Linked DNA regions of Mus musculus: region 1 is linked to region 2. The links are chromatin contacts, called in public promoter capture Hi-C maps. All regions are on one chromosome and are shown on one strand. The core of a region is the stretch at or near the end of the contact, and the rest is flanking DNA. Distances in the headings are between cores, read along the strand shown.

Region 1 (7,315 bases), core at 3,611-6,110, 2.0 Mb before region 2:
CTACAGTTATGTGTATGTACCTGCGCACATGTGCACACAGGCAGTGGTTGTAAGGTACACAACTATGTAGATCTGCAAAAAGTCCCACCATTCTCCAGTACAGAAATACATAATTGCATAAAAAACTTCTGATAGCATTACTCACAACAGTAAAAATGAAGAACCTAAGGGCTTACAAAAGACATCTTTGCATATGCATATCTGTGTGGGAAGGCGTGAGTGTGCATTTGTGTCAGTTTTCAGGCTAGAGTTCAATGGCAGATGTCTTTCCCAATTGTCTCCACCTTATCGTTTTTGAGATAGGGTCTCTCACTGAATCTAGAGTTCTTGGTTTGGTAGATTAGCTGGCCAGGAAACCCCAGGGAACCTCCTGTTTCTGCCTACCCAGGAATGGAAATTCTATCCCTATTCTGTGCGTCTGGCTTTTTATGTAGGTGCTGAGGCTGGAACTCTGGTCTTCATGGTTGCACAACAAGCAATTCACTGACTCAGTCATCCCCCAGCCCTGAAAGCACAGTGTAAAAGCCAGCCTACAAGGACAATTTAAAAATATAGTTTGTTATATATTTATCAAGCAGACGTTTAACAGAATGAATACTTACGTACTTTCTGGTCACAATGGGTAAGAATGCAGGTTTGAGCAGGTGTGGTAGCACATGTACTCCCAGCTCTGGGGACACTAAGGTAGATAATTGTAGAGGACAGCCTGGTCTACACAGTGAGTTCAGAGTCCTCCCGGTTTATACAAGTTGTCCTCAGAATAAGAGTAAAAGCAGTATGGTAGATCTGAGTTTCTATCCATGTGACAGAATGCATGTTCCCTGGCTACCTGATTAATCAGACTGAATCAAGTAAGAAAACAAAACACATTCAGAGTACTGACAGCATAGTTCAGTGATAGAAGCCTTTTCAATATGCACCAGGCACTGGGGCCATTCCCAACCCAACACACTATAATACAACGCAACAGAATACAACACAGCCAGATGAAACCAAACCACTCTAATCCACTGTCTAGACTCAAGTCTCCACTCCTCACTTACTTGCTAGTTTGTGGTGCTGTGGCTGTACCCCTGAATCCCTCTGTGCCATAAAGACTCCACTTCATAAAACTATTGAGAGGAGTATATGAGTCCAATTCTTAGTTTTGTATCAGGAAGAATTAGTATTTTATTAGCCATGATTATTATTAGTGATATATAAAAGGGTATCTGTGATGCTTTAATTGGTACAATGATAACACACAATAATATGTATAATAAGATTCCACTGTTTTGGTTAAAAATCTCTGTACACACATGCAGGTGATTTGTACATGTGGAGACTGGACTTTCTATATACAATAGACTAAGTTGCTAATTATTCTTGTCTAAAGGCTAAAATCTCCTCAGTTGCTGTCCTTAACTCATATTTGGTTTTTATTTGACATGGCTACGAAAGGTTCCACTTGAAATTATGGAAAGACACTTTCCCTAACCAGTCATTGTGAGACAGATACAAGGCACTCAAATCTCTTTGAGCTTCCTTTCAGTAGAGGTTGAATAAGGTTAAACACTGTGAGGTAAGTACTAGTTCACAATAGGCCTTTAATGTAGATACTCTTTCATGTCTTTCCCTTTTAAATGATCAAAGCTGTCTTGATTGAGCCACTCACCATTTGACAGACAACTGTCAGACTCTTCCCATCGAAAATGTCAATCAAGCAGTCCCTTTTAGGGGGCTACAGCAGGAGTGCTGCTATCATGGTGGCCTGGCTGCTTTGAACATTGCATGGGAACTGAGCAAATTCAACTGTAGTTTTGAGCACCATTATGATGATAGCTGCTTAAGAGGTCTCATTTTTGTCATGTCTGTCCTAGTCAGCTTGCACCAGCTCTTGGAGACTTCACTGTCATCATGATAAGTCTCAGGGACATCTTGATGATGCTACCTATCTTGAGTTATAGTCTGCTTAGGCCAAGGGGAACACGTTCCCTGGTGACTCAGCAAAAAAGTTCTTGATTGACACACACGAACTAGGTCATGATTGCTAAACAGGCAAAGCTCTGACTGATGGAGCGAGGAGCTGCTCCTACAGATGCCACACCCCCTTTCTGGCTTTATAAGCAGCCTGCTTCTTAGTCTCATGGGGTCAGTTTTGAAGCCTTCTTTTCCATGTACTATCTCTGTACTATCATACTAGGCTCCAATAAAAAGTCTCTCTTGAGTGGCCTTTCATTTGCCCATACATAGTCTTTACTATAGGTAGAGTGGACTAAACTTGTTGCATGGAGAGAAGAGAGCACTGGGGTGGTGTTCAGCCTCAGCATGGGTACTAACAGAGGTGGTGGCGACAGCAGCAGCAGCAGCAGCGGAAGTGAGAAAATAGCCCGAGAGCTTCAGAGAGCAGGCCATGGCAGGAGACTGTACAGAGAAGAGCCGAAGGTAAGAAACAGTGAAGGGTGGAGTCAGTGAGGTTGAAAGTCCCATCCATGCAAGACTTCCAGAGAGCTGGCGGGGGTTCAGAGCCAAGGGTCCTGATAATTGAGGTTTGCTGCTGTAACACCAGCTGCTGGGTTCTGTGCCCAGAGTGATAGCCTCTGTCCGGAGTTCCTAAGGTTCCAAGCCTGGCTGAGCAATTTTGGAGCAAAAAGCCCCTGACTTTGAGGGCTGTGGCTTGCTTTGACCTGAACCACTTACATGTACTTATATATACTTACATATACTTACATGTATAGTGTAAGCCTCTGCCTTTTAAAGCTTAGAGTCATATACCTCTAGGCCTGTACACCTCTGACTTAGTAAGCCTCTGCTCAAGAGCTCAGAGATGCTAACACCAAGGAAACTATTCTTGCCACTATTTTTTTTCTGAGATTTTGTTTTATGTGTGTGGGTGTTTTGTCTGCACATGCACGTCTGTTCCCCACACGCATGCAGTGCCCGCAGAGGTTAGAAGGTGTCAGTCAGATCTTGTGGAACTTGAGTTACAGATGGTTAACTGCCATTTGGACCCTGGGAAGTGAACAAGGGTCTTCTGGGAGAGCAACCATGCTTCTAACCACTGAGCCATCTCTCCAGCCTCTATCCTTGCCATCTCTGAACACCTAAATAGATAAAAAAAAGACCCTTAGCCAGCCTTTCATGACATTTAGAGTGTTTTACTATAGAGTACAGAACTAGGAGAGTTCGTATGCATCAAACGGCTGACAAGTTTTGAATCCTTTCTGAGGAGTAGTGGACAATGGTACTGGGAGGGGTGGAGAGACATTTCTGTACTTTAGTATTGTTTATAAATGGTCATTGCATTTATTTTGGAAGAAATGCCAAACCAAAGAGCAAGAATGTCCACTAAAAAAGCACTGAGGCTCAGAGCACTATACAAATCTAGTCAGTTTCAAGTCCCCAGGAGGGAGAGGGTGGAGTTAGTCTGGAGTTAGTCAATCTGGAGAGTAGGGTGAGATTGGGGATATGGGAATGGGGCTGGGGAGAAGGTACATATACTATTAAGTCATTAACAAATGGTAATGTAGTTCTTCCAATTAATAGTGAAAGTGTTTGTGGGGGTTGAAAACATTTACCCAGAACCTGGACTCCACCTGTGTTTGCTTTTCTGTCACTGTGACAAGTTTATGACCATTTAAAATGAGTAAAAAAACAAAACTGTATTTGGCTCACAGTTTCAGAGGTGTGGTACATGGTCACTTGGTTCCATTGCTGTGGACTTGAGGTGGGGCTGGACACGTGGCAGGGTGTGTGTGATGAAATAAAGCAGCCCCTCTCACGGCAAACACGAAGCAGACAGCAATGACAGGAAGAGGCCATTGCAACACAGTCCCTAAGAACACACCTCCAGTGATATACTTCCTTCAGTTAGCCCCACCTCCTGCTTTTCCATGGGCAATGGAGCTGTGCAATCAGTATTAACCTCTGATTAGGCCAGACTCTCAGGATCTAATTATTGTCCCAAAGTCCAGCATTAGGCAAAACAAGCAGCAGGGAAGGAGTGTGTGTGTGTGTGTGTGTGTGTGTGTGTGAGAGAGAGAGAGAGAGAGAGAGAGAGAAAGAGAGAAAGAGAGAGAGAGACCATATCCAAGTTTTATCACTATGAACCAAACTGAACCTGGGGCTATACATGTGTGCAGAACTAGGTCTTGAAGCATCAACAAATTCTACATTTAATAATTTTTCTCTTGGGTGTGAGATGGGTGAGGTAGCTGAACTAGGAGGAAGGACTCTTATTTTTATGATAATGACAAAGATAATGTAACTTTCTTTGTAAATGTAAAATTAATACAGGAAGTAACATGGTCAGTGTTTGTTGCTATCTCGTACTTGCCTAAGTTACATTGGGAGCCGCATGTATTCAAATTTCAAGGCATTATCTAGGGCCCTAGGGATTCCATTTTGCGGGAATATATGCAACTTCAGTTCATTTAGGGTCTCGATTATTTTCTTTTCCTCTAAAAATGTCTTTGATCTGGCACCTAATTTCTTTCTTTTTTTTTTTTTTTTGGTTGTTCTTATAGTAACCATATAAGCCCTTGATTTGAATTCCATTTTGCAGCTGTACACGACCTCATGGACCAACGAGAGGCTTAAAGTTAAAAGTTGGGATTGCCACTAAACTCGGGTTAAGAAGAAGGACTCTAAAGCACGTCTTGGTAGCTCAAATATCGTGGTTTCCGGCCCTTCCCTGGCTCGCAGCTCGCTCGGGAGGCTAACGTTAGGGGAGCATCCCCCAGGGTGAGCCCTCGGTGCAGGTCCCTCTGGGCTTTAACTTCGGGGCTGCTCGGAGGCCCGGCCTGAGTCAGCGCGGCGGCCGAGAAGTTGGGCGCGAGGCGCAGGGCGGGGCTTCCTCCTCTTCCTCCTCCTCCTCCTCCGATTCGAGCCCCGCTCTACTTTTCCGAGTCCGCGTCTCTTCCTCCGTCCGGGCGCGTGTTCCTCCAGCTCCGACCAGGCGGACGTGACAGCCGCAGACCTTTAACGCCACAGCCCGGGGCGGGGAAGCTCTCCGCGGCAGCCAGGACAGCCCGGCTCCGCTCGGCCGCACGCAGGCTCCTCCGGAGCGGCCGCGCGTCTCCTCGGGCCCGGCCCGTCCTCCACCTCGCTGGGTCGCCGCAGCATCCCGGGCTATGGAGACCGGCTCCGACTCAGGTCAGAGGCCGCGTGCTTGCGTGCGGCTGAGGGAATGAGGCTCAGGTCCAGGGGTTGGCCCGCCGCGTCTGCGTCTCCCGCTCCGCGCCGGGGAAGCTTGGCGGCGGCAGGTGGGCAGGACGCGGCGCGAGCGAGGCAGCGAGGGCGGGCGAGCGGGCGCGCGAGGGGCCGGCGGAGGCGGAGGGGGAGGGGGGAGGATGGCTCAGCTCTTTCTAAATATAAGAGCCGGCGTGAGGCTAGCAAGCCGGGCGCCGAGCCGAAGAGCCGCCGCGCGGTCACTCGGCCGCACGGGCGGCAGCGGCTCCTCCGAGGCGCGAGGCTGAGAGGGAGCTCCCGAGTCGCGAGCTCGCGAGGCGCGGCGAGAGCGACGCTCGCAGCGCAGAGGACGCAGGCAGCGGGCGGGCCTCGAGGGCGCAGCGCGGCCCGCGTGAGAGACCCGAGGCGGCTCCGGGCCCCTGCGGCACGGCGCGGCGCGGCGCGGCACCGCACGGCACGGCACGGCGACGGCCGCGAGCCCCCCTCGCCGGCCGCCCGCCCGCCCCTCCCTCGCTCGCTCCCGGGCGCAACATGGCTGCGGCCGCCGCCTCCGCCTCCCAGGACGAGCTGAGTAAGTGCGGCGCGGAGCCTGCAGCTGGGAGCGGGATTTAACTCCACGCAGGACCGGGGCTGGGCCCGGCCAGACACGGGAGGCTGGGGGGGCGCGGGGCCGGGCAAGTGGGTGTGCGGTGGTCTCGGCACGGGGCTCCGGGGCTCAGGCCTGGCGGGAGGGCGGGCGAACAGGCGCGGGCCGCCGCCGCGGGCGCTCGTAGGCCGCAGGTTTGCAATGTCACGTCGTGAAATTGAAACCAGAGCCCCGGGCTTAGCTACCCCTGCTCGAAATCTGCTTCGGCCCGGGCTTTGGGGGGATCCCGGGCCCCTGGCTTGCTACCGGAGCTGGCGCGCGGCCTGTCGCCCCCAGGTCGGACTGTGTCCACCCGTCCGTTCCGTCAGACCCCCCGCATGTCCCTTGATTCTGACTGACGGGCGAATTCTGGACGTGGAGCTTTGGGGAAGGGGAGAGGGTTGCCTTTCCCGCACCTCCAAGGAATCGGCAGAAAGGTCACAGATGGGAGATGACTTTCAGGTTGAAGCTGTAAAGGCCAATAGGGCCGCTGTTAATGGCAGAAAAACAAAACAAAACAAAAAACAAAACGAGGGTGACGGAGCTGTCAGAAAGGAGAGAGTCCCACTCCATGCCAAGCGTTGCGATTTTCCAGGGGATGACGATCCAAGCTCGCTGGGAGCAGTGGTCGCCCTTAATGCCAGGCCGCCCAGCCTGCTGCCCGTGTTCCACTCTATGCTTTGTGGGAAGTGTAGTTCTAGGATGTTGTCAGCCTATTCTGGGGTCATAAATATTCAGTTTTCGTGAGATATGTAGGATAATCGATTGCGTTTTGGGTGGTTGGTTCAAATGCTTTAGGGTATTTACGAGAAACCTACTCCCCTATGTTGCCCTTCAGTAAAGACTAACAAAGAAAGGTGTTATTTGAGGATGATGTGTATTTTAAATGCCAGCATGGGTGAGGTGTTGTAAGCGTATGTTTGTGAAGCTTATGTTATTAAAGCGTCTCAATCGCCATGTGAAAGTAGTTAAACTTAATTTATGTTTCTTTGGTGCTTGGCATTTGAAAGCTACTTTTATGAACGTGATCTCACTTTTGCCCTCATAACAACCTTGTGTGGCAGGTAGGTAGGAATTATCCCTTGTTTCAAAGAGGAGGCATAAACGTTTAGAGGGATTAAGTTCCATGCTGCTTTGAACTGGTGGAGCAGGAGTGCTAGTTGCTCGGTTGGAAGCTGAAGTACGCGTTTGGTTTGGCTCTGGGAAGAAAGGAGACTCTGAGGAGAGCAAGAAGAGGGAGGTCTCCGGTACGGAGAGGTAGATGGAGGTGGCCACAGTGTTGAGTGTTTGCCTCACAGTCCCAATGGAACCAACACTTGACCTTTGAAGAGACCAATTTCTCAGTTTTATTTTTCAGTGTTTTTATGGTGGTGTGATACGCATCACAAGATTTATCATCCTAACCATGTTTTAAGTGTGAAGTTCAGGGTCATTGTGTACATGGACTCTGTTGTGCAATCACCACCTCCGTCCATCTTCAGGATTCTTCCATCTTTCAAGACTAAAATTCTGTAATTGTTA
Region 2 (7,214 bases), core at 4,355-6,854:
GTTGTGGTGGCGCACGCCAGTAGGATTTGCTGAAGGAGGCAGAAGCAGGAGGATCGCGAGTTCGAGGCCAGCCTGGTCTACACATTTTAAACCCGGGCGTGGTGGCGCACGCCTATAATTCCAGAACTCGGGAGGCAGAGGCAGGTGGATTTCTGAGTTTGAGGCCAGCCTGGTCTACAAAGTGAGTTCTAGGACAGCCAGGGCTATACAGAGAAACCCTGTCTCAAAAAAAACAAAAAAAAAACAAAAAACAAAAAACAAACAAACAAAATACATGATCACATGTTACAAAGTTCACAAGTTCACAAAAAAGAATCAAATCATAAACTGAATTATACGTTTACAACAAAGAATGTCTACATCCATTAGGAGTAATTTTCTGACTAAGCAACCATAACCTGTCTCAGCTCCACAGGTTCACTGAAGGCTTAAAACCATAACTAAGTTATTAGTGAAGTTTTGTATCGATAAACCCATTTTTAAAGACCGCTTTTTTTCTTTTTTCTTGCTTTTTTTTTTAAAGATTTATTTATTACTATATGTAAGTACACGGTAGCTGTCTTCAGACACACCAGAAGAGAGCATCTGATCCCATTACAGATGGTTGTGAACCACCATGTGGTTGCTGGGATTTGAACTCAGGACCTTCAGAAGAGCAGTCATTTCTCTTACCCACTGAGCCATCTCTCCAGCCCCCCCCCAGTCAATATTTTATCTTCTTTCCTAGCACCTATAATAAATCGTTAGTTCCCTTTTTATGACCTTTGGTTAATTATTTTACAACCTCTTGGAATATGTTCTAAGAAGGAAAAGTCTGGTTACCATGTAAGAGCAGTTAGCTGGTGACACTTGGGAAACTGGCAGAGTTCTTATTGTAGTTTTGACTATTAGAAAAGGACCTAATAGCAGTCCTGCTATAAAAGATCTTAATAACGACAGATATAATTTGAGGAATTTTTATAGGGTCATCATTAAGACTTAAGACATTACCTGTTTGTCTGGATAGCACCACCACAAGGCAGTACATCTTTGTAGATTTGCAGACATCTGCTCCAAAAGGGTGTGCTATTACTTAGTGATTGTTATATATGTTGTTAATAACAACAGGAAAAGCATATTAATAGCAGGAATCTCTCCTAAAATGAATCCCTCACAGCCTTGCTTAAGAAGGGCACACCTGTTGCAGACTACATAATAATCCAAAGCAGGCCATTTCAGGATGTTCACCTGCTAGTTATTAGCTTGGCCCATTATGACTCCTGACATTGGTTGATGTCCTGGAACAGAATATCCATTCCTTCCTACCCTCCTGACTCCTCTACGGCATTAGAAGCCCAGTTTCCCATTCTGCCTAACTCCTTGTCTGGGCACCACTTGTAAGCAGACTTTTTGGCTACTTTATACATGTGCATGTGTGTGCATTTGTGTGTGTGTGTGTGTGCATTTGTGTGTGTGTGTATGTATGTATGTATGTATGTGTGTAACCAGGACCTCATTGCTCAGGAGAATGCACCCATGAAGCAAAAGTAGCTCAGTAAAACTGAGAGCAGAAATCCTCCATAGCATCTTGGATTGAACAGATAGATTATGGGTTAATTTACCAATTTCTGTCCGCTTTAAGCTGCAGGATTTGTTCATCCTGCTAACAAATGGGGAGCTAACAAGCTGTGCTCACCCATTTACTGCTGTTTTTGCTACAAGAACGAGGTGCAGGTCTGGAAGTGTAAGTTCCATGTTCTGCACATTCTGCCTGATCTCTCACTCTTATTTTTAGCAGTTATGTGCCAGCCTCTTTGGCTGCCAGGATTAGATAATAAATCCGTGAGAGTCCTGACCCTTCTTCCCTGAGAACCAGCTGCTTTCCTTTGGGCTCTGAGATGAGCCTGGGTTGGAAAGTGGTGACCAAGATGTGTTCTGTAGAGGCCCTGTGTCCAAACTGTGGCTTTGGGCATGGCAGCTGTTTGTACCAGTGTACAGGCAGCAAAGCACTTGTAGGAAAGGTCTTCTAGCTAACCTTGGCCTTCATATGAACTCACCATGCTCTCGGGACTTCAGCATTTCTCTGTTTCCCACTTTTCTAGGTGACTGAGAAGTGTGCCAAGAAGTGCTGGGACCTTCAGGCCAATAGGTTTAGACTAGAATACATTTGTTTAGGTGGTATCCTGAGGTTTTACCCTGGTGTATGGGGAAATACTTTCCATACGCCAGTCCTACCTAACCTTCCAGTATCTTCTGAGGGCCTCCCACAGCCTTTCCGAGTGGGACTTTGCCCTTTTCACAGTGAAGATTGCTTATGGCAATATACTCCCAAATTTTTGTTCCTGCAAAGAGTAACTAGTATTTATTTTCTATTTATTTATTTATTTATTTTATCAGTTTCTAGTCTTTGCTCATTATGCTATCAAATCTGTTAACTCACTAAGGTCTGGGGAAAAACTAATATCTGAACCCATGAAACAGCCTTCTCAATAGCTTAAGACGACTTGGAGAATTGTAGGTAGAGTCTTCTCACCAGTGTCACAAAAGCTTGGTGCCTGGAGGGGCTGTTGTAGTCAGGTTATGCCTTTGTTTTAGACAAGGAAACCAATGTGTGGGTAAAGTAGCTTACGCAGCAGCCAGTTAGCAACCGAATTCAGATGGAACAGGTCCTCTCCATCAGCCTGCCTTCTGCTCCTCCTGTCTTCCTCACGGCTCAGTCACTTTTGTCACACATAAATAAAAAAAGAGAAAAGTGGAAAGTTCCCTATAGCACTTGTATGCACAGTTAATAGAGTTGTAAGAGAAAAGCTGCCGTGGGAGGGGAGATTCCATGGTCAATTAAAATTGAGGAATGCTAACTTATTTCCTTTCCCTGGGCTGTCTGAGTTTCTATTATGCCATGACACATTTTGATCTTAGGAGGGGACAGACTGTTGCACTTGATATTGTTCTCCTGTCCTCGCCCCCATTTCTCTGAGCATCTCAACCAGTTTTTGGTCAAGTTTACAGGTCTTCTAGAAGACGATTTCCAGTGAAAATACTGGCAGTGAGTTTGTTATGGTGCTGCGATGGCATTGGTAACAAGCCCCAGCGGTGCAATGAGCTACCAGAAAGACTTAGCTGCCCAGAGCTGTCCTTGCAAGGAGTTTCTTTCCCACCTGGGGCACACAAAGTCAGTATTTGTGTTTGATTTTGCAAGTTACCCAAGAATTAATTAACTAATGGAAATGTATTGGTGATGTTGATACTGCAGCTTAGCAATGCTTCTGTGTGGCACTTTATAATCTTCAGGCGCCTTTGAGGACTCCCTGTGAGCCAGGCAGTATCGCAGTGACTGTATGGTCAGAGTCCTAGGAGCCCTGAAAAACTGGTTGCTGATTCTGTCTCTTCCCCCTCCTGCCCTCCTCTCTCCGAAGTTTACATCCTAAAAGGATAGAGCCAGAACTTGGTTACAGAGTCTCTGACTCCAAGTCCAAAGTTCTTTATACTGGTCTTTCCTTCTAGCTTTATGTATACAACAAAAGGTATGGAAACAGATCTTCACACTGTTTTTGCTTATTGTGAAAACCAATTCTTTTGTATTGGAGTGACCCAGAAGTGTAACTCTTACTACATTTTGTCCCTGTAGTGCCACTTGTTCAGGGACTTGGATTGTACTCCAGATACTGTTTGATTGTGAAACTAAGATTGAACATACCGCTGTAATTATTTAACTCTGAAAATATATCGCCTCTGCATTCTCAGGTGAAGGAGATGGTTTGAAAGGAAAAATAGTGTTCAGATGAAACAATAAATATTCTTTATTACACAAATGCCGTTTCTTAGCTTTAATTTGCTTTCACAACTTGTTGATGATCTTTGTAAAATGTAAAATATTTATATTTTGAAATAAAGTTACAAATGTTGAATGAAACCGGTGATAAACTTAGCCTCCTCTTTTTGAGGAATTTGAACTTTGTCCAGACTTTCCCTGGGTATCCTACCTTTGGTGCCACTATCTATACTGATGCCAGTATTTTTATGAAATTGGGTCATCTTACATGAGGGAAGCTGTCTGCAGAGTAAGTGTTTACACCATAAAGAGGCCAGAAGAGTCCATAGCTGAGGCAGAAGTCCTCAGTGGTTTGGTGGGAGGCAGCCTTGTAGATCAGGCGTGAGAGAGGGTTAAGGTAAGTGTTGGGAGAAGGAGCCTGGAGAAAGCTCTGCAGCTCAGGGTGCATACTGTTCTTCTAAAGGAGCCAGTTCAATTCCTAACACCTATGTTGGACGGCTGGTAACCCCCTTAATTCAGCTCCAGGAGATCTGATGCCTCTGTCCTTCAGGCACTGCCCTCACGGACACATGCCCACGTGTAGACACACTTTACAAGAAAAAAAGAATTGGAGGATGAGTTGAATTCAGGAGCTCTTTTATACCATTACCGGAGATGCCCATGCTGCTTGGGCAGGTGAAACTGAGTCCTTCAGCTTCCCTTCCAACACTGCAAGCCGAATCCATCAGCCTAACTTGATGAAGAAAGCCAGTCTCAGATTCCTTTTTGCCCCCACGTGTGCTCATTAGCAGCTATGGTCCTTCAAAAATGCTTTATTGTGCTGCTTAGTCAGTCGCTGGGTCCTTCCTAAGGTCAGTGTAGAATCTTTCTTAAGACACAGGCTTCTGAATGCCTTCCTTGGCTTTGTTCCTGGAAACTGGAGGAAAAGGCGCTTTGGCACCTCTTCTCACCACAGGGATTCTGTGTGAGCTCATGGTTGGGCTGAGAGAATGGATTCTTAGCCTTAAGTGACTTCAGTCAGACACATCTTTTCATTCAAGGAGCAGTTAACATGCTGCTAGTTCTTGGCTAATATTAGAAACAATGTTACAAGTTTTTAAAAGGTATTATTTAGCCAGAGCCCAAACTTTTGTTTTTGATTCTCTTGAAGGTGAATTCTAAAGGTAACTGCAAGATACACTGCCTTCTTGCTGAGTATCAAGATATGTGAATATATTATCAAATGTTTCAACTCTGTAAGAGATACAATCAGAACATAGAAGTGGAGGCGAAATGGGACTGTCTTTCCTCGGAAGCCATTGAAAGAAAGATGGTTACAAGTGTAATTGATGTCTCAGTCCCAGGGCAGAGGTTCAACACCATAAAAACATGTAGAAATATTTACGGGAAATCAGAATTGACTTTTGAGGCAAATGGATTTGGTGGAAAGCTTTGTTGGGGACAGTTGTCTTCTGGTAAGAGGCCACATAAACTTGTGGAGGCTCTCGGGTGGCCTGCTCTAGATAAAATTAGGCTTTGGAACTCACCCTTGAGGAAAGAGGCACAGGGGCGGCCAGAGGGCGGGTCCGCGGGGTGGGACTATGGCAGTGGATGGGTGGGGCCGCCCAGGTATTAGGGCGGAGCTGGTGGGGCGTGCCACCCTAGAGGCGGAGCTGATGATCCTGGACTGCTACGCGCCAGACTATGGGTCAGTGGGCGGGACGTAGAGGGGGCTCGGCTAGGGTGCTGGGCAGAACTAGCTAGAGTTGGGTGGCCTCGAAGGCGGGGCCCGCGCGGTGGTACAGGCCTGGGGGCGGGGATACGGGCCCAGGGTCGCATGGAGGCGGGGCCGAAGTAGTGGCACAAGGGTAGGGGTGGGGCCTCGGTGCGGCGAGGCGGCGGGCAACCCGGAGGCTGGTTGGCGGGCAGGCAGAGGTGCGGATAGCGCGCTGTGCTATCGGTGGAGGGCCATGGCCGCTTCTCCAGTCCCGGGCGGTGGCGGTGCGGGAGCTGTCCACTCCTCCAACGCGGCTGGCTTCACCTTCGACTCGGGACTGGAGATCAGGACGCGCTCGGTGGAACAGACTCTTCTGCCCCTGGTTTCTCAGGTACCGCGGCCCCTGGTCCCCGTGTGCGCTGCCCGCGATGGCGGCGGGCGCTCTTTCCTCGGTCCGGCTTGGCGGGGCGGGAGGCGGCGCTGTCCCGCATTGCGCGAGCAAGACGGCGGCACGGCGGGACTCGCGTGGGGGCCCAGAGCCGGGCGGCTACTCCTGGGCTCGCGGTGAAGCGCTGGAAGCGCTGGAGCCCAGCAGGTGCGTTGTTCGGCCTAGGCAGCCGGACCCGCCTGGCCCAGTGGCTCCGAGTGAGGCCCAGCCGCGGGTCAGTAGGACCCCTATGGGGTTCTCTGACTTCCAGAGCCAAGCTGGCGGCCGCTGCTCAGTCGGCCGCCGCTGTCGCTGTCCGCATCGCAGGCCAGACCCAGGCGCTGGGTGCAGACTAAGGCATTCCAGTTTGCCTCTTACTCCAGCGTGTTCTCCAAGGCCTTTGTCCTGTTCCCTTGGTCATGTGTGGGCTCGCCCAACTCCCACCCACTCCGGCCACCTGTCCTGTCTCTCCCTGTCATTTGCCTGCCCACCACCTCTGTCTGCTAGAACTCTGTAGAGTGACAGGAAGGAGTGCTTAATCCTGATTGATGCACACCTTTTGCAAGGTCTCAGTTGGGATTAGTGCATTATTATATTTTGAGTTATAAAAGAAGTCTAGAATCAGCTAGGATGTGCTTAATTAAAAAAAAAAAGTTTGTCTCTCTGAGCTGAGGTATACATAACCCGAGGGCTAGAATTCCTCATCTACAGCTATGGTACTGTGCCAAACACCAAGGGAGGAATTTTGTCTTTGGCTGTGCGTTGGCGATGTGTGACTCATACTAAGCCTGTAACACCTTGGTGACTCATGCCAGGATTACCAAGATTTTAGAGGTAGAAAGAATCTTAAATTATCTTATCCGACTCCAAATTAAAAGATGATTTCTTACAACAACCTCAACTCCTGTCCACCAATGCCTTACATAAACACGTTTAATGAAAGGGAGGTTGTCACTATTCCATAGACTTTTAAATACTGTCTGTTCCAGCCTGGTCGCAAAAATATTTGAAAATTGTAGTTTTATATGCTTCTGAAATTCTTCTAATGCTAATGAAGTAAATATCCCCATTTTCCTCCCTGCATCCTGTGATTAATGGAGCAATGGTGACTATACCTGGCACTCTGTGGCTTTCTGTCTTCCTGAGTAATGCATGCATGCATGGAAGAGCCGCCATTTCCTTTCTAGCACTTACATCTCCTTCCACCCTGGAGACTTCCCCGAACTCCCCATCACCAGAACAACCACACCCCATAAGTGGCGAGGAATGGAGAGAGATGAGAGTGATGGGCTAGAGGCGGATTAGGCTTTACCCATCTCCTTAGTACTAGAAGTTTGCCA

Evidence for each region. Promoter capture Hi-C pulls out the DNA fragments that hold promoters and counts their contacts.
Region 1: a promoter capture Hi-C map of liver shows a contact between it and region 2, with 8 times the contacts expected there. The contact joins the promoter of Ecpas here to the promoter of Ctnnal1 in region 2. A contact is called at or near these places in 4 of 39 promoter capture datasets (cranial neural crest, hippocampal neurons, liver and 1 more).

The regions. Positions count from the first base shown.
Region 1 is chr4:58,910,294-58,917,608 of GRCm38.p6, reverse strand. It overlaps Ecpas (Ecm29 proteasome adaptor and scaffold), which reads left to right and starts at 4,860. Exons shown (of 49, transcript NM_172381.3): 1 at 4,860-5,133. The coding sequence starts at 5,112.
Region 2 is chr4:56,863,601-56,870,814 of GRCm38.p6, reverse strand. Ctnnal1 (catenin (cadherin associated protein), alpha-like 1) reads left to right here and starts at 5,604. Exons shown (of 19, transcript NM_018761.3): 1 at 5,604-5,838. The coding sequence starts at 5,701.